Linked DNA regions of Zea mays: region 2 is linked to region 1. Evidence: chromatin contacts called from public Hi-C data. All regions are on one chromosome and are shown on one strand. The core of a region is the stretch at or near the end of the contact, and the rest is flanking DNA. Distances in the headings are between cores, read along the strand shown.

Evidence for each region. A called contact is a pair of places that touch in the nucleus more often than the background predicts.
Region 2: a Hi-C map of ear shows a contact between it and region 1, with 2.4 times the contacts expected there. The contact joins the promoter of LOC103640877 here to the enhancer-like site in region 1. A contact is called at or near these places in 2 of 25 Hi-C or Micro-C datasets (ear and leaf).

What each region holds. Positions count from the first base shown.
Region 1 is chr10:13,678,247-13,682,517 of Zm-B73-REFERENCE-NAM-5.0, forward strand. It overlaps LOC100383196, which reads left to right. Exons shown (of 14, transcript NM_001175858.1): 12 at 1-191; 13 at 771-961; 14 at 1,053-1,703. The coding sequence ends at 1,254. Among protein-coding and RNA genes, the nearest start is that of LOC100383196, 6.4 kb to the left of the region's middle. Within about 2 kb of position 1,910, at least 19 of the 20 cell types and tissues checked have an H3K27ac peak or open chromatin away from gene starts, as enhancers often do. A contact at or near this core is called in ear and leaf, where this site is marked.
Region 2 is chr10:13,782,457-13,786,727 of Zm-B73-REFERENCE-NAM-5.0, forward strand. LOC103640877 (ribonuclease 3) reads right to left here and starts at 1,845. Exons shown (of 2, transcript XM_008664330.4): 1 at 1,040-1,845; 2 at 105-968. The coding sequence starts at 1,585. The coding sequence ends at 192.

The DNA.
Region 1 (4,271 bases), core at 660-3,159:
GCACTTCATTCAAACTATTTGGGATTCCTCTTGGCAGTCCAGAAAAATCTGAACCTCTGGTATCCCCACCAAGTGTCGCATATGACGGGAAACTTCAAACTTCTCCAACAGACAACAATGAGCCTTGTTCAGAAGCTACCCAGAATATCCAGAACAAAGTGCAAAGTAGTTCAACCAGAAGCTGCAAGAAGGTTGACCATATCTTGCACCTTTTTCTTTTCTAGTCATCCCCTTGATACATAAATGCATCCTAGGCTTCAAAGCATGCTTCGATGAAGTTATGTGCTGTTGGTCTCTTTTGGCAACATGTTTTATGCATGTAGAAGCACCAGTTCGATAAAATCTGCTAGTTCTGTAATCTTTCGTGCTGATAGATTGCTTTAAGTTTTTCTTGCTCCTGCAAGTGTCATGTTTGGATCTGCTTGGCATCATCCACAGAGCTATTTATCCTCAAGTTTGGGTGTCAAAAAAGAAAAAAAGAACGCTTTGGGAATCCTGTGATAGTGTGATAAGGCCTTTTAATCTATAAGCAATATGCCTTTTCTATATATAGTCTAGCCTTATGTAAATGGTTATTAAGTACAGATATGTGATGACAAATGTACCATTGTCATAGTGACATGGCCTTGAGAAATCTTAGCTTTCTAATGGTAATGGTCAAATATTCTATCTAATTACTTCCATTTTCCTCCTTTTGCCCTCTTATTATATTTGAGGAACGTCGTGTTGTTTGTGGAATTTCTGAATATGACAAGGCTTTCCCATTTCAGGTCCATAAGCAAGGCAGCGCCCTCGGGAGATCGATCGATCTAACAAAGTTCGCTTGCTACGATGAGCTGATTGCCGAACTAGACCAGATGTTTGACTTCGATGGTGAGCTGAAGAGTCCTTGCAGGAACTGGTTGGTCGTCTACACTGACAACGAAGGCGACATGATGCTGGTCGGCGACGACCCCTGGAAGCAAGTGTCCTACCCACCTGAATATCCGTTCCGCCGCCTGCTGATCGAAAATGCAGTCACGATTAACCTTGGATTCCCTCTGTCTGCGCAGTGAGTTCTGTGACATGGTCCACAAGATCTTCATCTACACAAGGGAGGAAGTGGAGAGGATGAACCCAGGCGCCCTAAACGCGAGGCTCGAAGACTGCCTGTCTGACTCGCTGGGAAGAGGGCTGGCTTCCAAAGAGCCCCGGAGCGGCCCCTCGACTTCGGCTGTCGATTCTGAGAACCGCGCTAACTTGTCCAGTCAGTGAGGCAGCTTCAGCAGCAATGTCTAGCCTTGGCTGCACGGAAGAACTACTGACCCTAAGCTAATCTTGTGTGTGTTTCACTTCTTGCAGCCCTTTTGAAAGTGGTGAAGCAGACAAAAGGCCACGTGTCAGAGTGACCGGAAGAACGAGAAAGGGGTGTGTTTCAGTGGTGTGTAGTAGGTAGGTAATTTTGTGTGTATGCCTCCGGGTAAAAGCCCCGCGGTACCCAGTTTGTAGATGGTGCTTCTCCTGGTGCTAGTTTCCCGTCGTAAGCTGGATTTTTTTGGGGGGTGTGTGCCCTGCTCTGTGTGCTGACCCGCCTGGGGGTAAGTTGTAGCAGAGCAGGAGAAAGCAGGCAAGAAACCGCTGGTGCGCCTGCTTGGCCAATCCTTTTCCTTGCGGAGCGCTGTAAATAGCCTTGGATCTGAAGCGTAGTAATGTATTGTCATGGTACTCGAAGTCATGCTCCAGTTTGTGTTGGGTATGACCTGCAACTGTCGGTTCGATGGGTGCGGATGTCGAAGGGTTTGCATGGTTGAGAGGATCTGCAGCCATGGTAGTGAGCTTGATTTGCTGCTACACTGACGTGCAGGTGTGGTGGGCTGCTCTGTTCTGCTGCAGCACCAAACTCCTGTTCCGTGACAGAGGGGGAGGCCCCGCGCACGGCGCACGGGGCGTGCGTGACTGATGAGCGAGTGGCCCAGCCCGACCAGTGTTGAATGCTCCCTTCCCTCCCAGACCCAGATTTGCGGATGCAGCCGCACAAGATCCTACTCGTACGATGCCGCGCGGCGGGGGTGGGTAATGTGGATTGGAATGGATCTCCTTGTCTCGGCGCTGCCGGCCCTGCACGAGATACGGCCCCGCATAACGGCGTCCACCGAGCCCGACAGGATTTATGGCCGTGTCGCCCAGCAGCCCCGCCGGCCGGTTTAAGTTTGCCGTGTTTGCTTTCACTTTCCTAAACTTAATAGTTTGACAAACAAAAACTGACTAAAGAGCATTAAGTATTTGTATAAGCCAAGATTATCCCTATTTAATGCAGGTGGCCTATGAAAAGAACACAGACGCCAAAGTGGAGATGAATTAGGACTTTTAAAATTGCGCTAATCTAGACCACAAATAAATCTCTTAAACAAAAAATATGCAAATAACTAAACAAGAATGTGCAATTCAGGTTTTGTCTAAGTGTTGCTATCTCTATCGCTAAAAGAGTTATGTAACCAAAGTTCCAAACCTATATTCTAAACTAAGAATAATATAGATTGCAAATTAAGTAACTAATGTAAATGCGGAAGCTAAAAAGCAAAGATAGAGATTGCAAATTTCGATAGACGCACCGATATTTTTAACGAGAAATCCAGAACCGTGTAAGGTTCTGACTAATCCTCGTTGGTGCTCATGCACAAGGAAAGCCCACACGAGGGCCAAACATCCGGTCGAGTAACTCCGTAGAGAGCCGCATGCCTTCTCCACACGCAAGTGGTGCTCCGCTTCCGACCTCCTCTCGGACGCTACCTGCTGTCTTCACTATCGAGCTTTCGGCTGAAACGCCGCAGGCCTCGTTCCCTCTAGTACACGGTGGCAGCTATATCATAAACTAGGTTGGTGTGGTCTCGCAAGACTCTTGCCCCACTCAGTACACTTACAATGGTTCGCGCAAGAGCCTAGGGATTTGTGAGTTGTCTAACCTCACTCCCACAACTGGGAACAAATCTAGAGCAAGTGCATAAGCGGTCTAACTAACCTAAGCACTTCGCAAAGCACCCACGCTAATCACCGAGTGATTCTATTAAGCACTTGAGTGTTTGGAGTTATGGAAATGTGTATGACCTTGCTTGGTATGTTGCTTAGGCTCCCACACCTTCAAATGACTGGCTAGGGGTATTTATAGAGCCTCCATCCAAAACTAGCCGTTGGAGGAAAGCAGACTTTTGTGCGCCGCACCGAACCGCTTGTTTGGACCCTCCATGTCAGCTAGTCGTTGGTCGACTAATAGATTTTCTGCAACAGTGCAGAGGTCCAGTGCACCACCAGACCGGTCCGGATAGCTAGTTGTCCGAGAGTTGTTTGCAGAGCTCTCTGCGCTCTCGGTCCGGTGCACCACTGGATCGGTTCGGTGTGCCAGCTGACAAGCCTTTTCTTGATTCTTATATCTTCTTTTCTTGTGTTATTTTGGTCTTCTGTCTTGGATTTGTGCTGAGTATTTATAAATCTTCTATGATTCTTTTAGGTTTTATTTTAAGGTGTTGCATTCTCAGAGCTTCAGTCCAATCCACTTTGCATCTTATGAACTATAAAAACAAACACTTGCAAAACATTAGTTCATCGGTTATGTTGACCATCGAACACCAAAATCACATAGTCAAATGGACCGGGGTCTATTTTCCTTACAATCTCCTCCTTTTTGGTGATTGATGACAACACAGCAAAACCAATCAAATATTAAATACCAAAAGGAAACATGCACTCTACTTGCTATGGATGCATGTGCATAGGCAACATGTTTGAGATACCAAATTGATAGATATGTGGTCATTTAGAATTTAATCACATTCTTGCATATGCAACTAGTCCCTAATGTGTGATTATAGACTTAAGTCTCCCACTAACTCCATAATCCACATACTTCCTATCTAGGACTGAAACCAATCATAAGCAACCACTTGGAAGATCACAACCAATTGAAATGTCATACAAATTTTAAAATGGTGGTGTGGGTTTTGGTATTTGATAACAATTTGGTTTGCTTTGGTCCTCAAAATTCTCCCCCTTTTAAATCAAACACCAAAAGGAAGACATATTAAATCATACAGGAAACAATAAAAGACTTACCCTCTAAAATGATTTCTTCCCCTAAAAGAAAGTTCTCCCCATTTTGACAAGCAATCTCTTCCTGGAAAAAGACATACCCCCCTGTCAGAAAACTCTCCACTTAGGAAAATAATAATAATTTCATGCGAGAGGAAACAAGACATGATTGAATAGACGAATTCCCCCTTAATCTATGCATAGATACA
Region 2 (4,271 bases), core at 595-3,094, 100 kb after region 1:
CAGGCTGCAGCAGGCTACAGCCTCAGGCTATAGCCACGTCAGCTTTTCTATTTCAGAATTAAGTAATTCACGCGGATTTATTTCAACGCTCAGAAAACACACAACATAATATTTTTTATTGAATTAAAAATTACAAAGTACATAATAATTAAAATAAAATGACATGATAATTAAAATAAAATTACATAACTCTAATCGGACTCCTCGATCTCATCCTCATCTTCCTCCTCTTCACGTTCCGCTTCCGGTTCCTCTTCTTCGTCATCTAGCAGACCAAGTTCTTTTTCGACCATCTTTACGGCCCTGCCATGGGTACGTCTTTCAGCCGGGTCCATATCTCCGGTTGATCGACCCTTTAGGATGTTCCATTGCTTCAAAAGCTTGGCCTTCACTAATCCACCCCACAAGTTCTTCATTTTGAATGCTTCACTTGTTGATTCGCTGCTCGTGGCTTCCTTCCCTTTCCCCTTCGTCTTTGTCTTTCGCGCAGCAGCCTTTGCCCTATCACGCCCCACTGGTTGGGGCACTTCCTTCTCGGTGTCTTCAGTGCCTCCAGAACTATATTCACCAGAGACTCCGAGTCGGGTTCTCTTATTCGCAGTCGAATCAGATCCACTACCAAGACCATGCTTTGCTGACCACTTGGGCTCGTGGCGAACAACTTGCCACCAATGATGGCGCTTAAATGGATGCCCCATTTTACCCTCGAACCTCGCCATTGCTGCATCCATGACCATTGCATCGTCAGCTCCGCTCTGACGCAACCTTTCTTCTTGGAGGTAGAATCCATTGAACTTGGTCACCTCCCGGTTGTAGGTGACCCAATGATCTTTAAGTTGCTTGGCGGTTTGATGACGGATAGGGTCGGAGGTGGAGTTATATGTTGCCGCTATTTGGCCACAGAAACTTGATCCGCTCTTATTGTTGCCGGAGATGGGATCATTAGAATGCATAAACCAAGCATTAACCTACAATAAAACCTATAATATAAGTAAACTAAAAAAATCAAGATTAAATAAATGAGAAATGATTCACTCACCAGCTTTTCCTCGTCTTCCTTCGTCCACTCTAGCCTCTTTGGACGCTTTTCCTTCGGCACGGGATTTTCCTCAGCTTGGTTTTCAGATCCAACAGATAAAGGTGCAACTGGAGGAGGTGCTCCATACGTAGGTGGAGCATATGGATGAGGTGCTCCATACGGAGGTGGAGCATATGGAGCATAAGGAGGTACTCCATACGGAGGTGGAGCATATGAAGGAGGGGCGTATGGAGGTATCTGGAAAGAAGCTTGACTTCCGTCCGCAGCAGGTGGGGGAGGGGCATACAGACGTACCGGGAATGAGGCTTGAATTCCGGCTTGGGAAGTTGGAGGTTGACCATATGAAGACGGTGGATATTGATACAAATGATAGGGATAAGGGTATGGTGGTGGACGCGCAGCCGGAAATAGTGCACGGGGGAGTGAGGCTGAAACATCGGAGCGACGATGTAGTGAAGAAGACTCATCTAACGGAAGGGTTGTAGGTGACCCATCGGACTGCAAGAGATCCGTGAAGGTGTTCAAATCTGGGGACCAACCCGACATTGTGTGAAGAAAGGGGAGTTTGGAAGAGAAAAATGAGATGGAATGGTGTGTGGAATGAGCTCCACCCGGGTAGGGGTATATATAGAGGGATTGGGGATGAAATTTGTGATTTTTTGCAATTTTTTTCGAATTTTTTGGACTCCAAACGGTCAAAAACGGCTAGTTGCAACAGCTAGCACACGTGGAGCAATCAGATCGCGACACGTGGACCAATCAGATCGCGCCACGTCGCTCTCGCCCGCGCTCTCGCCCCGCCAGTGCCTCGCCTCCCTCTCGCCCGCCTCTCGCCCGGGCGGGCGCTCCAGCGCGGGCGAGAGCGAGGCGATATCGCCCGCCCTCGCCGGGCGCGAGCACCGTCGCCCGGCGCCGGCCTCTCGCCCGCCTATCGCCCGCGCGCGGGCGGCAGCGGCCTCTTCTCGCCCGCGCTGCCGCCCGCACTGCCACCAGCCTCAGGAGGGATTGGATTCAGTCCCCACTTATCCACCACCACTGGGTCCTAATTACCTGGAGATGCAGGTAACAAAGTCCGATACAGTAGCTTATTATCACGGGAGCTTAAGTCCTGTTTGAAATCCTTAGAGCTAATAATTAGCCAGCTAATAAATTATTAGCTAGGTTGAACCAGCTAATGAACTAATCGTTAGCAGGTAACAATTCGCTGCAGTATTAGTTGAGGCTGTTTGAAACCTAACAACTAATTTTTAGTAACTAACTATTAATTTTAGAGCTTAAAAAACATAATCTTAACCTTTTGTCTCATCATCTTGCCTGCCTCATGCATGTAAAGTAACAAACTGTCCAGAGAAGAGAACAGGAACAGAGGAACATGCAAGCCCCCCATACGTATCAAAACTTCACCAAAAAAATCATGCGCGAGCTGACCCAACCAATGTGGCACGCAGGGCTTGAAGCAGAGCAGCATCCGATACCGACGGTGTTCCAGTAGCTGGTCGGCGTCACGGGAAAAAGGGCCGGGCAGTAGCCAGTAGGAGGGAGGTCGCCGTCACCGGAAAGGGAGGCGCAGGCTCTATTGCTAACAACAAGTCTAGGCACGCAGCTAGCAGCCGGAAGCACGTACGTACGCAGATATATATAAAAAAGAAGAGGGCAGGTGACATGTATATATACTTGGAGGTGTGCGTTTAATTAATTTAAGCTCGTCCAACCACCACTAAATCGGTACTTAGGCCGCCATCATCAAGGGGACATTTGCAATGCATGGCACCGACAGATACAGGCACGCAGGAAACATTCCCATTCTGCAATTTTAAATGTAAGGACACCAAACGTGAGTTCTTCTGTTTCAAACTTCGCTCTGCAAACGAAGATCCGTTGGATACCACGGGGCTGTTCACTCGTTTGCGTATGAAATACCAAACAGAGGATTATATGCTAGAAATCATGTGCTAAGCATCAGAGGCAGTGCATCTCAAATGGTAACAATAACTGAAAAATCAGTTCATAGTACTGCCTTGAGACTTGAGAGTATGTACGTCGTCTTTTCTTCCGCAAGGAATACTGTGCTAACTGCTACCCTGCCAAGAGCAACTGCAGTGGGCGTCACCCCCCTCTAGTTTCATTAACAAAAAGAAAAGAAAAAACAACTGCAGTGGATGTGAAATTAAAATATGATGATAAATTCTTTCGTTTCTACTGGACAGAATTCTCCTTTTTTATAACATAACATATGATAAATTAGAATATGAAATTCAATATATTGGTAGAGTAAATAATGAAGTACATCTGTATATTTTTACAAGCTCTTTTTATGACTCTCGGCAGTTTGATTATATTGCGACTGCGCATGGAAAGCTTAACTGCACAAAAGTTTTTGCCTACATCCTCAATAGACTATATGTAAAAGAAATGACTCTGTCAACTCAATCGTGCATGCACGATTAGAAATAAATAAATAAATAAATGGTGCAATTATGGTGAAAGGAAATAAAATTTTTCCATTGCTGATGTACTTCTCTTCCTTCCATTTTTTCCCCGGTACCACAACCTGTCACACTGTTCATAGTGGACGAACAAAGGCCCATCCTGTCCCGATTTCATTTAATGAGGTAAAGGAGAATGAAAAAAAAACAGTTTTTTTTTTTTGCAATCCTACCTGAGAAATTGAAACGTTTTCATGGTTATCTGTCACCAAACAAGGCTGGGAACAATAAACCATGCAAGGGGCTACCAAAAGGACGAAACAGACATCAAAACAGCACCATCTACTGAAAGTGAGTGTCTGTCATCCAGCTGAAAGCACCGAAAAGGATATTTTACGAATTATATATGCCATATAAACTGCCCACTAAAGGCCTTTTTGGTAACAATATTTCTTAAATCCATAGTTTTGCAATATTATACTTTGCAATTGTCATGGCTGACATGTCGTAGTTTAGGCCAGCTCCAAAAATACTATAGCTTTACAATGTTGTTTGGATATAACATCGTAAACCATAGTATTTAGACAAAAACTAGCCATGCCATCAAAACTTTGGATTGGAGTGGAGTTTTAAATACTCTAAAAATACCATAGTATCCAAATATCATGGTTTTGAAAACATAGTTTTTAAGATTGCAACCAAACACCCACATAAAATACTCTGATATTCCTATAATTATGATATTGCCTAGAACTATGAAAATACTTTCCTTCCCTATTAATGACTTACTCCAGTCTATGGGTCAA